Regions from separate parts of the Mus musculus genome. Here region 1 is linked to region 2. Evidence: chromatin contacts called from public HiChIP or PLAC-seq data. All regions are on one chromosome and are shown on one strand. The core of a region is the stretch at or near the end of the contact, and the rest is flanking DNA. Distances in the headings are between cores, read along the strand shown. Region 1 has its middle 17 kb from the start of Arid3b. Region 2 holds the start of Mpi (mannose phosphate isomerase).

Region 1 (3,414 bases), core at 755-3,254, 300 kb after region 2:
GTTCTGTGTATAGTTGTTTTGCCATTTTATATATATGTGTGAGATCCTCTGGAGCTGAAGTTAACAGACAGCTGTGCGCTGCCCTGAGGAGCTGGGAATTTGAAAGAATAACCAGGGTTTTTCACGGCTGAGTCAGTTCTCTGCTCCATAACACGGTTTTTGAAACATAATCTCGTTAGGTAGCCCAGGCTAATTTCAAAATCCCAATGCTCCTGAGGTAGATGTTTTAGAACCCTAATATCACAGAGTGCAGTCAACTATGGAGAAAGTTCAGTGGAAAGACCCCTTCCCAATTACAGAATGGAAAGGCTTGCTTTGGTTTGCTGGACTTTTGTTGTCACAAAATATGACATTAATATTTATTGAATACTATGAATTGAATGAATTAGTATTCATTGTCTCCATTATTTTACACAGCACATATGCACCTGTTGCAAAAGTAATGCTATTTTGTTCCTAGACTTTTGCTAAAGGAAGCTACATATAATATGAGAGCTTTTTTTTAATTTTTAAAAATTATATTTTTAAATCTGTTAGGGCTGGTGAGATGGCTCAGTGGGTAAGAGCACCCGACTGCTCTTCCGAAGGTCTGGAGTTCAAATCCCAGCAACCACATGGTGGCTCACAACCATCTGTAACAAGATCTGACGCCCTCTTCTGGAGTATCTGAAGACAGCTACAGTGTACTTACATATAATAAATAAATAAATCTTTTTAAAAAATCTTAAAAAAAAAAATTATATTTTTTACATCTCAACTGCAGTTTCCTCTCCTCCCTCTCCTCCCAATCCCTCCCCCTCACTTCTCCTCTCCTCCTCCCCACCCCCATCCATTCTTCTTTTGTTTCTCTTCAGAAAAGGGCAGACCTCCCAGGGATATCAACCAAACATGCCCTATCAAGTTGCAGTAAGACTAGGCATCTCCCTTTGTATTAAGACTAGAAGTAGCAACCCAGTATGAGAAGCAGGGTCCCAAAATCTGGCAAAACAGTTAGAGACAGCCCCTGCTCCCAGTGTTAGGGGGTCCCATAAGAAGACCAAGCTACACAACTGGGACATAGGCCTAGGTCAGTCCTATGCAGGCTCCCTGGTTGTTGGTTCAGTCCCTGTGAGCCCCTGTGAGCCCAGGTTAGTCGATTTTGTGGGTTTTCTTGTGGTGTCTTTACCCCTCTGGCTCCTAAGGTCCTTTTACCTCCATCTTCTGCAGGATTCCCCAAGCTTCTCCTAATGTTTGGCTGTAAGTCTCTGCATCTGTTTCCATCCTTTGATGGACGAAGGCTCTAGGATGACAATTGGACTAGACACAAGTCATGTTTGTCTTTCTGGGTCTGGGCTGCCCCTGCCCAGGAGTGATTAGCTGTGTCTTGAGGTAGACCAATTTCCAATTTTCTGAGAAATCGCCATATTAATTTCCAAAGTGGCTACACAAGTTTGTACTCCTATCAGCAATGGAGGAGTGTTCCCCTTGCTCCACATCCTTGCTAGCATGAACTGTCACTTGTGTTGCTGATCTTGAGCTATTAAAATTCTATTAAAATGAAATTTATTTAGTACCACGGAAATTAAAAAGTTGTCTGCCCTCAGGCCTTTGCTCGATGTTCTATGGAAAGGAGACTTGTTGAATATAAGGTTTGTGCAAATCAACCACACAGACTTTTAACCCAATTCCAAGTAGAAATGGATAAGCTCATTTGGGATCCTGATTCAGAAATCCAAATTTTAAAAACCGAACTGGGATTTCAGTTTGTTTAGCTGAAGTCAAGTTTCAATTTAATTTTTTTTTAAGTAAATCATACTCACTCTGAAGTTTGATTCTTATGAACTTGTAACTATACTGAGATCTGATTTGAAAGAGAATAGTGTGGCTACAAAGCAACTGCCAAAACCCATTCTGATTAGTTCCCTTCACACATACCAGAAAAAGTTTAACACTACAACCATCTAACAACCAGCCATTTCCTAATATGGGCATTTCTGCCAGCCAGTTTCACTTCTGCAATCCAAGTGCTAGAAGGATGGTGTCTGTGCTTCTACAACTTCCTCCCTTCACCCACTGCAAAGTGAGGGAATCTCTGTGTGGAATGTCAACATTAATTATGGCATCATCAATAACTGACTCTCCTGGCCCAAAAATTGTAGGATCTGCTTTGATGTATTCTAGTCCTAATAGCTTAATTACAAAGTTCAAATAAATAGCCACAAAGTTTAAGGACTCGCTTTTTATTAAAAATAGACAGCAAGCCAGGCATAATGGTGCACGCTGGAAGGTGGAAGCAGGAGGTTCAGGACTTCAAGGTAAACCTCACTAAACAGATGTACAAGACCAGACAGGGTACATGAAACTCTGGAGAGAGAGAGAGAGAGAGAGAGAGAGAGAGAGAGAGAGAGAGAGAATAAAAAAGCCAACATAGACTTGACAAAATGGCTATGCAGGTAAAAATATCACCAATCCTAAAGACCTGAGTTCTGAGATTGACCCCTGGACAGAGAGAACCAACTCCTGCAAGTTGTCCTCTTACTTCCATACGTACAAGTGCACACAGGCGCGCGCGCGCGCGCGCGCACACACACACACACACACACACACACACACACACACACACACACACACATATTGTAAATGTTAGGAGCAGAAGAGATGGCTTGTTGGTTAAGAGCACTTGATATGGAATTATTAGAACCAGAGTTTGTGCTGTATCCTAGCAACCTATATCACAAACTAAGCATCCCACAAGCATCTATAACCAAAGTCAGTACACTTGTATTGACATGGGAAAGTATTAGGGATTCAATGTGAAAAGAAACCAGTGGGCCATTGCTGCCAAGTCTGAAGACATGATGATCCCTGGGGGCAGCATGATGGAAAGAAAATTGGCTCAAGCTGTCCTCTGAGCTCCACACTGTGTCAAAGCATGTACACACATACACAAGTAAAAATAATACGAATTTTTTTCTTTCTTTCTTTTTTTATTATATGTAAGTACACTGTAGCTGTCTTCAGACACACCAGAAGAGGGAGTCATATCTCGTTACAGATGGTTGTGAGCCACCATGTGGTTGCTAGGATTTGAACTCAGGACCTTCCGAAGAGCAGACAGTGCTCTTAACCACTGAGCCATCTCACCAGCCCACGAATTTTTAATAAAAGAAGGAAACTAGCTAGAAGTATGTGAAATAAATCATTTTGAAAGGAAAAAACATTTCACGCTGATTTAGTCTTTTGGAAAACAATTTTTTTATCTTAAAAATAAAGACAGTTATGATACATGTCCTATTTTTAAACTAAAGGTACATGTTGCTTTCTTTGGTAATTGAGAAAATTATATATTTAGGGGGAAAACCTGTACACACTCACGAAGCAAAAGTTACCATGTGCTGCTGAGCACTGGGTTGTTGCTTAGCTCGCCAGTGATCT
Region 2 (3,287 bases), core at 132-2,631:
CTAGCACTCAGTACACAGAGGCCAAGAGATTGGACATTCGAGGTCTTTCTCAATTGTACAGCAAGTTTGAAGCCAGCCTGGGCACTCTGAGACAAGTTCTCAAAAAATCAAAACAAAGCCGGGTGTGGTGACGCACGCCTTTAATCCCAGCGCTTGGGAGGCAGAGGCAGGTGGATTTCTGAGTTCGAGGCCAGCCTGGTCTACAAGAGTGAGTTCCAGGACAGCCAGGGCTACACAGAGAAACCCTGTCTTGAAAAGAAAAAAAAAAAAAAAATCAAAACAAATGAAGATTCAGTAAGAGCTAGATCTACTAGGATACAAGAAATGACACATGTTTAAGCTATGTGTGGTGGTGCATACCTTTGATCCCAGCACTCAGGAAGCAGAGGCAGCCAGATCTCTTGAGTTAAAGGCCAGCCTAGTCTACAGAACAAGTTTCAAGACAGATAAACACATAAAGAAACTAACACTCTCTCTCTCTCTCTCTCTCCACCCCCCTCTGTGTGTGCGTGTGGCGGGCTGTCCCAGATATTTTATCCTCTCTTATATGAGGCAGGATCTTGGAGGAGAGATCAGACAGATTCTCCTCCTTCAACCTCCCTAGTTGTGTGATTGCAATGCTCTGATTACGCTTTCTTTGTGCATGTATTTGCACTGATCCCAGAACCAAGAGAATATCTACACGCTACAGAGATTCCTCCCAACTGATCCATATGGCTTGTGTCAGATCCTTTGGTCTCACGGTAAAGTGGACTGATGTGCAGTCAGGGTCTTACCTCTGCATATGGCTTGTCCTCTGAAATCTGGGCCAGTGGATCACTGCTAGCCAGCAGGCATGCCACTTCACTTTTGGAGCCCACCTTCCCCCAGGCATACTGCTGCACCACACAGGAAAGTGGGAACACTGGGGACACAGACAGAAGGTTAGCTGCCATTCCACTCTTCAGACCTGGCCCTAGTGCTGGGGAACCAGGAATGGGGGAGGGGACTCTAAGGCCATAGACGTAGAGTCTATGACTTGTGGAAGGTCACTCCTCTCTTCCACAATCGTCGATATTCCTATCTGTGAGATTGGCAGATACGGATCTTCTCTGCCACGGAAAAGAATTGAGTTGGGGTGATGGGGAAGGAAAAGGAACTAACGACTCATTTCTCTGCAAGCGGTCAGTCCCGAAGTGATTCGAGTGATACGACCCCCGGCTATACTACCCACCCCAGATCCTATCCTTGTGCTCAGCGACCACAGAAATGGTCACGATCCGCTAGGTCTTGCCAGTATAGGTCCCCAGGACGCGACCACCACCAAGATAGCTAACATGGGTAAACGGCTCACCTCGCGGACTCGCCATCCCAGTTGCCTGAAACCCGGCTTCAGGAACGTTAAGTTCTTCCCAGCAGCCTCCGCTTTTTCTGCGCGCGGAGCTTCACGGGAAATGTAGTTTGCAGAGCCCACCGCCTCTTCCCTGAGCAGTCAGGAGATTCTGTTGCCTAAAAGCATTATCCCTAACTCTTGATTTCAACAGTCCTGCTTCAGCCTTCTTTTACCCGTATGTAAATACTGAGAACTCGCTAAGTATCACAGATTGTTCCAAGCATACATCAGAGAACAAAATAGCACTACTTTTGTGCTTTTTCGGGGCCTTTAGTCTAGAGAAGGGAAGTAATTCAATAAATCTTATCAGTGTGTTAAAAGGCAATAAATAGCGAAGCATAGTGGCACACTCCTATAATTCCTGTAGTTAGGGAGCCAAAGCAGAAAGCTTGTCTTGAGTTTGAGACCAGCCCTGTTACAACGGTCATCTGGGTAAAAAGGAGAGATTTGAGGAAGAGTGAAGAGTGTTCCTGGCAGAAGAAAGAGCTAGCAAGAATCTCTAGTGCTGGAACTTGGGAATGTGCCTATACTGTACACGATTAAATAACAAAGAGGTCAACACTATCTGGGCAAAGGGACACACAAAGGCAGGGAGGCAGGCAGGCACGCACGCACGCACATATGCGTGCACGTACAGCGAAGGAAAGGGGGTCAAGCAAAACACGCGATGTATAGGGTCATGTGCTTTCATGAGGATTTTAGAGGTTCCCCTGAGTGCCAGTGGTTAGAAGGTTATTGGTGTGATGTAACTATGATGGTGGTCGCAGATGTTACTACCCTCTTCCACCCCCTATGAACTTCTGTTTCTTGCTCTGTAGAATGGGGATAGTAATGTATAGATCTACCAGATTTATTGTAGGACCTAAGAGGACTGTAAAGCAGTCAGTGCTGTGTCCCTCTGACCCTCCCATCCTAGGTGATTCCAGAACCCAGCACTCCTCCAGTCTGAGCTGCTCACAAGCTGTGCATAGGACAGAGAGGAGGCGTCCCCAGGAACCCTGCACAGGGAAGGCAGGGGATGGACTTTTGTTAGAGTAATCTTGTTACATCCTCTGTAGAAAGTCTCTGCCATCCGGACCTCCACAACAGCCTACAAGGAGAGAACCCAGCTGGAGACCCAGACTCTCAGCTGCCAAAGCTCCTGGGAACTGGAGAGAGAGGAGAGAGGGGAGATGGGAGGGGGAGGGGAAGGGGGGAGGGGAGAAGGGGAGGGAGAGGGGGAGGGGAGAGGGGGAGGGAGAGGGAGAGAGAGATAGAGAATATTAGACGCTGGAGAGAATATTAGAGGCTGGAGACAGAGAGACGGTTTGCAATAACACTGCTCTCCCAAAGAACCCAGGTTCCATTCCCAGCACCCACATGGCAGCTCATGACCAACTGTAGCTCCAGTTCCAGGGAGTCTGGTATCACCAGGCACACACATGGTGTACAGGCATACATACAGGCAAAACCAGGTACACATAAAATTACAAAAAAAAAAGCTGGACCCAGAAGTTCAAGAGGCACTTTCATTGAAGCCATTCACAGACACCAGAATTAGAATCACTTCCACAGAGTATCTTTTGCATAAGAAAAATATATACTTTAATTATTGAGACAGAATGTTCCCATCCCATGCTACCCACTCCCACACAGGAAAAATTATCTGCAAAGGGAACCAGGGTGCCTAGAGGACCTAGAATCTTCCACTACTCCCTCTTGCTGGTCTGGGTTCTCTCTTTTTCCCTGTCTCCCCACCCCCACCCCACCCACCTTCTCCTTTCTAGGCCAAGTCTAACTCGTCATCACATTCCTTTATGGGAACTTTGTTATTGTTTTGAGACTGGGTCTCACTAGCGCTGGCTGGCCTGAAACTCTCAGAATTCTGTCTGCCTCTGTCTCCTGGGTACCACTACAGCCAACTCTGCTTTACTTT

Evidence for each region. HiChIP or PLAC-seq counts read pairs in DNA pulled down with a chosen protein or histone mark.
Region 1: an H3K4me3 HiChIP or PLAC-seq map of bone marrow-derived macrophages shows a contact between it and region 2, with 2.4 times the contacts expected there. The contact joins the enhancer-like site here to the promoter of Mpi in region 2. A contact is called at or near these places in 8 of 39 promoter capture datasets (the C10 cell line, fetal liver, hematopoietic stem and progenitor cells and 4 more), 1 of 115 datasets of contacts at active chromatin or transcription factors (bone marrow-derived macrophages) and 1 of 9 other capture datasets (liver).

What each region holds. Positions count from the first base shown.
Region 1 is chr9:57,852,482-57,855,895 of GRCm38.p6, forward strand. No RefSeq gene overlaps it. Among named protein-coding and RNA genes, the nearest start is that of Arid3b, 17 kb to the left of the region's middle. Within about 2 kb of position 2,005, at least 31 of the 459 cell types and tissues checked have an H3K27ac peak or open chromatin away from gene starts, as enhancers often do. A contact at or near this core is called in bone marrow-derived macrophages, where this site is marked.
Region 2 is chr9:57,551,371-57,554,657 of GRCm38.p6, forward strand. It overlaps Mpi (mannose phosphate isomerase), which reads right to left and starts at 1,382. Exons shown (of 8, transcript NM_025837.2): 1 at 1,334-1,382; 2 at 777-904. The coding sequence starts at 1,349.